Linked DNA regions of Capsicum annuum: region 2 is linked to region 1. A link is a contact called in public Hi-C data. All regions are on one chromosome and are shown on one strand. Each heading gives the region's core, a stretch centred on a gene start, on an enhancer-like site or on the middle of the called end of the contact. The rest is flanking DNA. Distances are from core to core; before and after follow the strand shown. Region 1 holds the start of LOC107855297. Region 2 holds the start of LOC107855330 (transcription termination factor MTEF18, mitochondrial).

Region 1 (5,245 bases), core at 2,622-5,121:
GTGGGATTACACTGGGTATGTTGTCGCTGTTATGTCTTTTCTCATCAAGTAGAAAACCAGAAATACCATGTAACAGTAGCATCTCGATTTTCTACTACCTAGTAATACAACGATATTCACGTTCCAATATGTTCTTTCTTGTTTTAAAAGCATGGACTGGAAGTGTCTTCATCTAGTGAAGAAAACTCCCACAGCAATATCTTGAAGGGTGTTCATATTTCCTACTCCAAATTTTTTCCTTTAATATATTTCTTTCTTTTTATAATGGCAGTATGCCAACTTACGCGCACCTCGACTAGTCCACCGAGTACCAGCTGCCTCTAACCAGCCAGGAACTAGGCAGCTCTGCCATCAAGGCATAGGCAGGTAAAAGAATTCATCTATGAGCCTCTGCAGGGATTCAACCTTTTGTTCTCAAGGAAGCAGATGAGAAGAACTTCCTGCTTTCTGTTTTCGTCTCTTATTTATCCACTCAACTATCCCCGATGGTTCTATTACCCAGTTGTGAAGAAGCAGTCACGATGCGACCTCTTACCAGAGGATTTTCATAATCAGAGACTGAAGCAAGTTCACATGTAGAGAGTTTGGGCGTATAGGGCAGTTTTATTATGCGAGCATGTCATAGTCCACCTTAGCACATTCTGCACATTCTATGAATGTGTAGAAAGACTCTATGTTTGACAAGTCACCGAAGGAAAATAAATAAATAAAACTTGGTGAAGCTTTTATGCTTTTGCTGGTGAACCCATGAGTTTAGTTTACATTGGCGAAGCTTTTATGCTCTTGGAACCTTTCTCAATGCCACAGGCAATAAATCGAGGTACAAACACATCAAAGAGGCAAACACACCAATACAATTGTGTTTAAAGAAACACCAAAAAAGAGTTGCACAAGGAATAAAGTGAGAGCATCAAAACATACTGAGCTTTTAAATGAGCTTCTCTTTCCTCCAAAGAAGCAATTTCTGACCGAAGAGATTCTACTTCTACAGCAGTTAAAACTACCTGTAAAGTCATGACAAACTCAGTGTTCCTTCACTTCATAAAGATAACAAATGAACTTGAGAACAACTAACTAGGCAATACCAAGTTAGATGGTTAGATGATTAGCAAGAGAAAGGTAGTACCTTTTTCTCACCATCTGAACCAGATATCCATGGTAGCTTCCTGGGGCTAAATAAATTCAACATTGACGCAGAACTTTTCAATTTTCTTCAAGTCGATCTATAAATGGATCTGTTCTAATAGGAATGAAGCGGAGAGAGAAAAGGTGAGATTAGTTTTGCAAAGATGACATCACCTTAAGAATGCTTAAGTTATACCTCAGAGAAAAAATAATACCTCCCAATCGATAGACAATTCTGGTCTCTAAATAAAGTTGTCACCAAATACTTAACATTGAAAATGATCTCTAAGAAATTCTAGTGCTCGAGGTATATCAAATGAAGTTTATAATTGGCAGCAAATCCTCACAAACCGGTAACTGGATAAATTGCAACCAGAGTTATTGTCAAATCAGCATTTCTAAGTCATAAACTGCAATCTGCACAATGAAGACAACATATACATGGCAATCAACATTCCTAGAAGTTTTACAAGTTCCTTCATTGCTGCATTACAATGAGAATACTTTTAAAGAGACTCAACAAATAGTTCAGAAAGCAACATAGGATTTCCCTGTCTCGGGAACAAAAGGTGTTGCATCTTGATTCTGACAATTGGTTCGGAGGTATTTTACCATCTATATAAAAGTGCCTTTCAAACAATGTAGCAGTCCCATGGCTTAGTTCAAATGGCAACGGGTTGAGGGAATTGTGAACTAAGACTGGTATTTAAGTAGAGTAAGGTAGAAGGCTGGACCTATTATCCCCGAGTATCAAAAGTTGTAGTTGGTTCTAAGGGTTGGGCCAAACAGACTTTTCGGTAATAAAAAGAGTAACATGACCTGCCATGGCCGAAATCCATAGCAGCCATCAAGAATCAGTAAATAATGGACATGCCTCAGATTTGGAATACAGAATTGTTTCTTGTAAGCATTGGCTTGCTTGGAAGCAATACAATGAGCCCGAAAGTTTTTTCAGTCGTTTGCATTAAGGATCAATTTTTTTATTGTACCTTGATGAGTTGAAGGAGGTGGAAGAAGTTTATAAATAGAGATCACATCCAATTGCAAAAGGAAATCATGAGAAGATAAAGAGGAAAAAGATTCAACTTTGCAACTCCGCATATAAAAGCAAAAGCAAGACCAATAGGTGGATCTACCTACCAACTTCCCATTGAAATCAGGAACCACACAAGGAAAAGCAATGCCAACGAAGCTGACTAACTGCTTTCACATCCCATATTGCTTTAAAGCTATGTCATTTTACCCATGTCAGCTATATGTTCTACCCCTCCCACTAGGAATGAGCCAATACCACATCTAGAGTTCTATTCCATTTTCGATAAGAAGGTAAGTTTTGAGCTTTACCTCAACCTCTGTCTTTCATAACTAAAGTTTCTAGAGTACCAACGTCGTACCATAAAATTTCCCCAAAAGTAACCTAAAAGCTATTACTAGTACTCAAATATGAATAAACATGATCGAGCATAATCCCGATGCGATCAATCAATTAACTACCTCACAATCACAAATCAGTTGCGGTCAGCTGTACAAGTCAACAGACGATTCATTAACCATTGTTACGCTAGTTACTGACCTAGTGCAATCCTGCCATGCTTGGACCAGCTACACTTTGCAGGTGAAGTCAACCCCCATTACTATCCAGGTAAAAGCAACACACACGAGAAATTCAACTAAATAAAGATGGAAGTTAGATTTTTTTTCCAGTGCAAATCCAAATAAAAAAAAGCAACCTAGGAACAAAATTTCTTCTAAAAATCCAACGAAGAGATGTGCCTAAGGGTGTGACCTATCAGTCAATAAATCTAGACAAAACACTAACTGATTTCTTCTCATTCGTTCTAGCTTTCGTAGACAGAGTTACCTGACACTTGTTGTTGGTTCTGGTGGGAGGGATTTATGGATTTAATCGAGGTGCACGCAAGTTGGCTTGAACAACACAATTCAAAAACACACCTAAAGTATTTCGATTTTTTGAGTTTCGTATATGAACTATCACGGACTATTTATCAAAATACACCTCAACTATAAACTGTTCACTTTTCCTACCTGAAACTCAAAAAATTGATAGTTGAAGTGTGTTTTTATTAATAGTCCATGATAGTTCAGTTAGCAAATTCACATACCTGATAGTTCAGGTACGAAACTCAATAAACCGGGATACTTTAGATGTGTTTCTCACCCTTCAGTCATATTTTTTTTACAATAGCTCAGGTAGGAAACTCACGTGAATAAACCGAGATAGTTTACATGTGTTTCTCACCCTTCACTCATAAAAAATCTAACAATTCTAGCTTAGAATTTCTGGAATCACAGGCACTAGTACTAAAAGCCAAACCAGCTCTACATAACTATCTTCATTCTATTCCTATAAAAGAAACATTAAACATGAAATTCAGCTTGAATAATGGAAAAATAAGTCTAAAGGCAAAGCAAATTAGGACAACTTGTAGTAAAGTTGAAGTCTTTACACAGATTAACTCAAATTAGTACATGAAAACAAAGCAGAAACAGCTCTTAAACATTATCAAGGTTCATCTAACTTGTACTAGGAAAATTATTAAAGTAAAACTACTGAAAAATCTTAATTAATCGAAGATAAAAGGAAGAAAAATTGGAACCTGTACAATTGATTTAGGGGTAAACGACAGGTATGGAGGAGACGAAGACGTGCTGTAAGCTTTGTTTAGTCTGTTAAATTTATTTTATGTTCCATTGGGATAAAATTATATAGTAATAATCTATTTTGTATTTTTTTATTTGGGATTATATTTTTTTCTTATATTAAGGATGGAGTAATGGAAAAATAAAATAAATATAACTAGTTTATCATATTTTTATAAAGTACGTAATTATAAATATTTTAATTAATTATATATTTTTCTTGGATATATCGAAAATTAATTACATATTTTGATAAATTTAAAATTTAAAAAATATATTAGACGTTAATTATGTATCTTTATTAAGAAAAAAATGTATCTTCGTTGAATGTATTATGTATTTTGACAGGTATAAAATCGCAAAAAAAATATCGGGAGCTAATTATGTATCTTTACGAAGAAAAAAAGGTATTTCGATAGATTTAAAATTGAGATTTTTTATAATTAAGTTTTAAATTATCAGAATTTATATTGTTAATTTTGAGATGATTAATAAATAATTAGTTTTCCAACTAAAAGAGAGCCTTTTTTGGCTTTATTTAGGTGTTTTTAAAGAGAACCAATAATTTGTGATTGCTGTTGGTAAGTCATCATCATTTTTTTGTCCTTGTTATCTATGATTTCTTCGTCTCACTGTTTTTGATGTGTCAGGATTAAATTATTTTTGAAATTTTAAGGATAATTTGATAAGTAGATTAAATTATTATTATTATTGTTATTTGGTATGTAGTTAAATTATTTTTAAAATTTTAAAAATATTTTGATAAGTAGACTAAATTATTATTATTATTACTTGGTAATTATTTTTGAAAAATTAAGGATAGTTTGATAAGTAGACGAAATTATTATTCTTATTTGGTACGTACATTAAATTATTTTGAAAATTTCAAGAATAGTTTGGTAAGTAGACTAAATTAATTGTTATTGTTGTTTGGTATATAAATTAAATTATTCAGGATTTTAATCTTTGAATTATTTTATATTATATGGAAGGTGGAATAAAATAGTCTTTGATGGGATAAGATTAATTATCTAAGATTAAATTTGGTATTAGCTTTATATCATATTTGATTGATGGTATAAATTAATCTCGGAATAAATTAATATCCTCAACCAAACATAATATAAATTTTATCTACGGAATATCACAAATTTATTCCTGAAATATCCCACTTTATACCTCTCCATATAATTCAGAGATTATAATTATTGAGATAAACAAAAAAAATGCTTTTTGAATATAAGAAACTTAACTTAGATAATAAAAAATCCAAATAGAAGAGTTATCACATTAGTTTTTCAAATGGAAGTTAAAAACTTTAATGTTTGAAACTATTAAAAAATTATCGTAAGTTATAGTAATTTTTACTTGCATCGCAAAAAGCTTACCTTAGTCTAGTCATTGTTGTACAAATATTTTAAAAAAAAAATGGAAAGAAAAATTGAACAATCGCGATTTA
Region 2 (5,119 bases), core at 1,483-3,982, 660 kb after region 1:
AGGTGCAGGCTAAGCCCCATTTGATTGCTGGCTCTGTTTAAGAGGGATTAAAATGTAGAAAAGCAACAGGTACTAAATTTTTCTTGCATTTAGTCTTCCGTGTTGTTACTACTTGTTAGATCCAGTTTGTTTACCGAACCTATGAATGATAATTGTATTCATTCTGTACGTTCTTTGAATTGATCATCTTCCAAAGGTTTGGTAATCAGGCTAGACCTGGAAACCTCCTTCCAGGTACACGGTTGTGTCTGCTTGTGGCAATAAATCACGAGCAGCAACAACATACCCAGTATATTCCCACAAAGTGGAAGGCGATGAACCACAAGACTAGTTGGAAATCCTACTCATCTTATGGTGATGAATCGCAGGACGTTTTAGGAAAGTGTAAGTTACTCATAAGTCCGCATTCATTCATGTCCCATACGGCTTTACTTGTTGCAGATAGGCGAGGCGAGAGGTCTTACTGCTGCGCGCGTAATGTTTTATCTTGAAACTCTAGATGCTTTGATGTTTTTTTGCACAAAAAGATTCAAGGTGTAATCCATGACACTTCACAAGTAATGCAAATCAAGAAGGAAATTAAATATGAGAAGATTGTTGTATATTGTGTTAAAATTTACGGATATGTGATTTCTTCTCATCTACTCGAGTCTGGACGGGTAAAGATATTTGATTCTCATTTTTGTGAGTACGTAAAATTATTCGGTACTTGTGTTGGTGGTAAGAAACAAGTCGCCGTGGAATATTTGAGGGGTAAATATTCGCAATGAATAGTTACACCAATTCAAATCTTAACACTATTTTTGTTACATGTTTCCAATTATTTTTCGTTTCTCTTGTTATTGTAATTTTTCGATTTTAAAAGTTGGTGCAATAAATAAAGATAACATATATTTGTACAAATTTCTACCCTTATAACTTAACTACAAAAATTTCAACTAGTTATGTATCTTTGTTGGATGTATCGGGAGCTAATTATGTATCTCAACAGACTCAAAATTGAAAAAGATATATTGGGAGCTAATTATGTATCTTCGTTGGATGTAGTATGTATCTCGACAGATTCAAAATAAAAAAAAAAATATCGGGAGTTAATTATGTATCTTTACAACGAAAAAAATGTATCTTCATTCGATGTATTTCGCCAAATCCAAAATTGGGATTTGCAGTAATTATGTAAAATATTAAAATTTTTAGTAATTAAACTTCAAACTACCGGAACAATAAATTTAATTCACAAAATAATTTAATCTATGTACAATATTATTATGTCGTAATAAATAAATATCATATAATAATAACGATAATGTCATATTCAATACCATAATTTAATAAGTGGGATTTGAAGATGATACTATATACGCAAATTTGAATTTTATATTTTGATTATTTAGTTTAAGTATATTTTGAGTTTGCACTCTTCTTCTTAGTTTTACTACTATACTTTATTTTATTTTTAAGGGTATAAATTTCGATAGTTTGGAGCTTGATTATAGAAAATTCTAACATTTTATATAATTATTGAAAATTCAGATTTTGGATCTGTCGAGACACATAATTAGCTCTCGATACATTCAAAAGAAGATACATAATTAGTTGAGATTTTTGCAATTACTTTGTAAGGGTGGAAATTTGTGTAAATCTAATAAGTTAAGGTGTATGTTTATATTATTTTTTCTTATTTTTAATTACTCTCTGCATCCCAATTTATATGTCACCATTTCTTTTTTGATCCATCCCAAAAAGAATGTCAGTAATTCTTATTTGATAGCTATTTAATGACATCATTCTCATTTTATCATCAGTGGGTCCCACTTATTAAGAAAAATCAACAAAAAAGTAAATATTAAAATAACTTTAAAAGCAACAATTTTGCAAACTTTACAAAGTCATCACTTATTTCTTAAACTCCATGCTTGGAATGGGACGGAGGTAGTACTTTTTTATTGTTCCACGGGCCAATCCAACCCATATTGCTTAAGTCTCACAAGCCAGTGGACCTATCCGAACCAGGCTAAAAAGCGGGACTTTGGATTAAAAAGGACTCCCAAGTTGTCCGATTAATTGGGAGTCCTCCAAGATTTTTAAATTAGGTGGGATGGACAACTTTTTCTTAATTTTTTTTTTAAAGTTTTTTCGTCCAAACAACTTGTCCCAGTTGTAGAACAACTTTGGTAGTTGTTCGACAACTTTGCGAAGTTGTTCAACAACTAGGCGCAGTTGTTGAACAACTAGGCATAGTTGTTCGACAACGGCACCTGGTTGTTGAACAACTAGGCATAGTTGTTCGACAAATGTGAGAAGTTGTTCAACAACTATCTCAATTGTTCAAAAGACTTATTTTTTTATTTTTAATAAACTTGCGGGACTCACTTATCCCCTTTTCTTAATTGGAAACTTGGGAGGTCTTTTGACTCATTTTTCTCCTAAGAAGCTGTATTCTTAAATGGGCCTTAAAAATCTAAGTCCAATCCTATCAAGTCATGGACCGGGTCGGGCTGACCCATATTGACGGGTCAATCAGTAAGACATAGCTTACCAGTCCTAAAACCCACAGCTGTTGCTGAAGTTGTGTACATTGGCAACTCTGGTCTGGTCTTCATACTAGGTTGTCACAATTTGTCAGAATTCAAAATCAACTCCCACACTCAATAGTCTTCAAGGTAAGGCATTTCTTGAAATTATTATTATACCAAGAAACATAGTATATTTCTTGAAATTATTTATTATCCATGAAGAACAATTTGCAGAAACTGACAACTCCATTAATTCTCAAATGGGGTTCTTCAGATTATTTATTTAACAATTTTAGAAAAGTTAGGTTTTATGCAACTAAAAATACTGCTAAAGCCAAATTAGTAGAAGAAAAAGAATGTGATATGCCTAGTGCAGTGAGGAAAGAAGCACAAACTGCTTTGCTAGAGTACTTGCATTCCACTAGAAGTTTGGAGTTTGTGGATGCTGAACATATGAGTAAAAACTCACCCTTATTTCTTGACAAGTTATTAGAAAGAATAGTGGATAGGGAAGCTGATGATATTCGGCGTTGTGTGACTCGATATTTGAGATACCATCCGATTAATGAATTCGAACCATTCTTTGAGAGCATTGGTCTGAAACTTTGTCAGTACGCGTCGTTTCTCCCTAGAGATGTGATGTATTTGAGTGATGATCAGAGGTTGTTGGATAGTTATCGCGTGTTGTGTAATTATGGTATTTCAAGAAATAAGATAGGAAGGATCTTTGCTGAAGCTCCGCAAGTTTTTAGGTATGATCCTGGAGTTGTCGAATTGAAACTTGCTTCTTTTCGCGGGTTTGGGCTAGATCAGTCTAATGTGGTTAAGCTTGTTAGTGCAAATCCACATCTTTTGCTTGGGAATGTACACGTGGAGTTTTTGAGAGTTGTTGGGAAGTTAAAGAGGATGGGAGTTGAATACAGGTGGATTGAGGAGCAATTGAATGGAAAGCCTATCAATTGGAGCCAGTTATTCGAGCTCATGTGTTTCTTGAATGGGTTGGGGTTGACTGATGAACGATTAGGGAAGTTAATTTTTCAAGTTCCTGGTCTTCTGTTTGATTGTTCTGGACGTCCTACATTTTCGCTAATTGGATTCTGCTTGAAATTTGGTTTTGAGAAGACCGAATTACTTGATGTATTTCTACACTTACCACAAATTCCAATAGCGGCATTTATTTTCAACACGAGGCAATGCTACCAGTTCTTGATTGAAATTGAGATGCCTGCCCTAGAGATAAGAAATATCCTTCATTCACACCCTACATTGCTAGGCTCATGTGTTTTGAAGAAAACTACAAGCTTGCTAACTATCCTGCATACGGGGAAGAAGCGGCTTTGTAGTGTGATCAAGGAGAATCCGGAATTTTTGAGGAATTTGGTTCGTGGAGCCAAAGTTGAAAGATTACCAGTAGCCGAGGAGGAGCTAAGATCCAAAATGATGAAAACTAAGTTCCTTTCGGACTTGGGTTTTGCTGAGAACTCGAGCGAAATGAAGAAAGCTCTCAAAGTATTTCGAGGAAAAGGGGTGGAGCTCCAAGAGAGGTTTGATTGTCTGGTAAATGCTGGTTTGGATCGAAAGCATGTTGCTTCAGTGCTGAAAATATATCCGCAAATACTCAACCAAAGGAAAGAGGTACTTGAGGCAAAGATTGATTTTCTATTGAATAGATTGGGTTTTCCAGTGTCTACTTTAATTTCATTTCCATCTTACCTCAACTACACAATTCCAAGAATCAGGCTTAGGCTTTCAATGTATAATTGGCTCAGAGATCAAGGAAAAGTGGACGCAACATTGGCTTTGAGCACTATCATAGCTTCCTCAGAGAAATTATTCATGAAGGTTTATGTAAGTCCTCATCCTAAAGGCCTTGAAGTCTGGCAAAATCTGAAAAGAGAGATATATCCTGTATAAGTGAGATATCATGAATGGTTCCATCTGATTACATTGGCAGCGGAAAGTTCAAAGCTTGAAGTCCATTTAAAGCGCAGTCTGCTGCTTAAGTTAGGATGAGTACCAGTTGTAAATGGTTTTAACTTTGAGTGAAACGAAAAGGAGCAGGCATCCAGGTAATGAATGGCCTTTCTAGTTGTATCATACTTGGATGTTCATATTACTGATCCATTCAAACTGGATTAAGGATTGTAATGTCCATGTTTGCTCTTGATGTCCACTATTCTTGATTTCACCTGTCTTTTCCAGTGACAATATATCTAACTGTTTTACACTTTTACTTACTATTGCTTTTTCTCCAAATCGGTATAACTGGTCTTGTAGTCAGTCGTTTTCTTGTGTTGGTAGTAGATGGCCATTTACTTTCGTCTGTCTTCATCGTATTAAGCCAACATAAACCCCATAGTGGTTTCAGTGACTGATAGGTATGGTAATAAAGGCTTCCAGGCGTTGTAGGCACTAGAATGGGTACTGGTAAAATTTTAAAATTCTTTGTCTTTGTTAGGGATTGTCTTCTTTATGAACTGTTCTACTACTTAGCATTGACCTCTCACTTGTTTATATGATTGGTAAAGTGAACAAAGGACCGTCTTACTTGTATTCGGGCCAAATACAAATTTTAGGAGAATAATGTTTTTCTTGTGCCAAGT

Evidence for each region. Hi-C and Micro-C count contacts between places; a contact is called where the count stands out from the background.
Region 2: a contact with region 1 is called in a Hi-C map of leaf, with 6 times the contacts expected there. The contact joins the promoter of LOC107855330 here to the promoter of LOC107855297 in region 1. A contact is called at or near these places in 2 of 5 Hi-C or Micro-C datasets (both in leaf).

Annotation. Positions count from the first base shown.
Region 1 is chr1:1,680,422-1,685,666 of UCD10Xv1.1, forward strand. It overlaps LOC107855297, which reads right to left and starts at 3,872. Exons shown (of 8, transcript XM_016700288.2): 1 at 3,744-3,872; 2 at 1,341-1,542; 3 at 1,127-1,235; 4 at 922-1,004. The coding sequence starts at 1,189.
Region 2 is chr1:2,340,632-2,345,750 of UCD10Xv1.1, forward strand. It overlaps LOC107855330 (transcription termination factor MTEF18, mitochondrial), which reads left to right and starts at 2,733. Exons shown (of 1, transcript XM_016700334.2): 1 at 2,733-4,430. The coding sequence starts at 2,733. The coding sequence ends at 4,430. LOC107855332 (putative F-box protein At1g65770) reads left to right here and starts at 2,426. Exons shown (of 2, transcript XM_016700338.2): 1 at 2,426-2,663.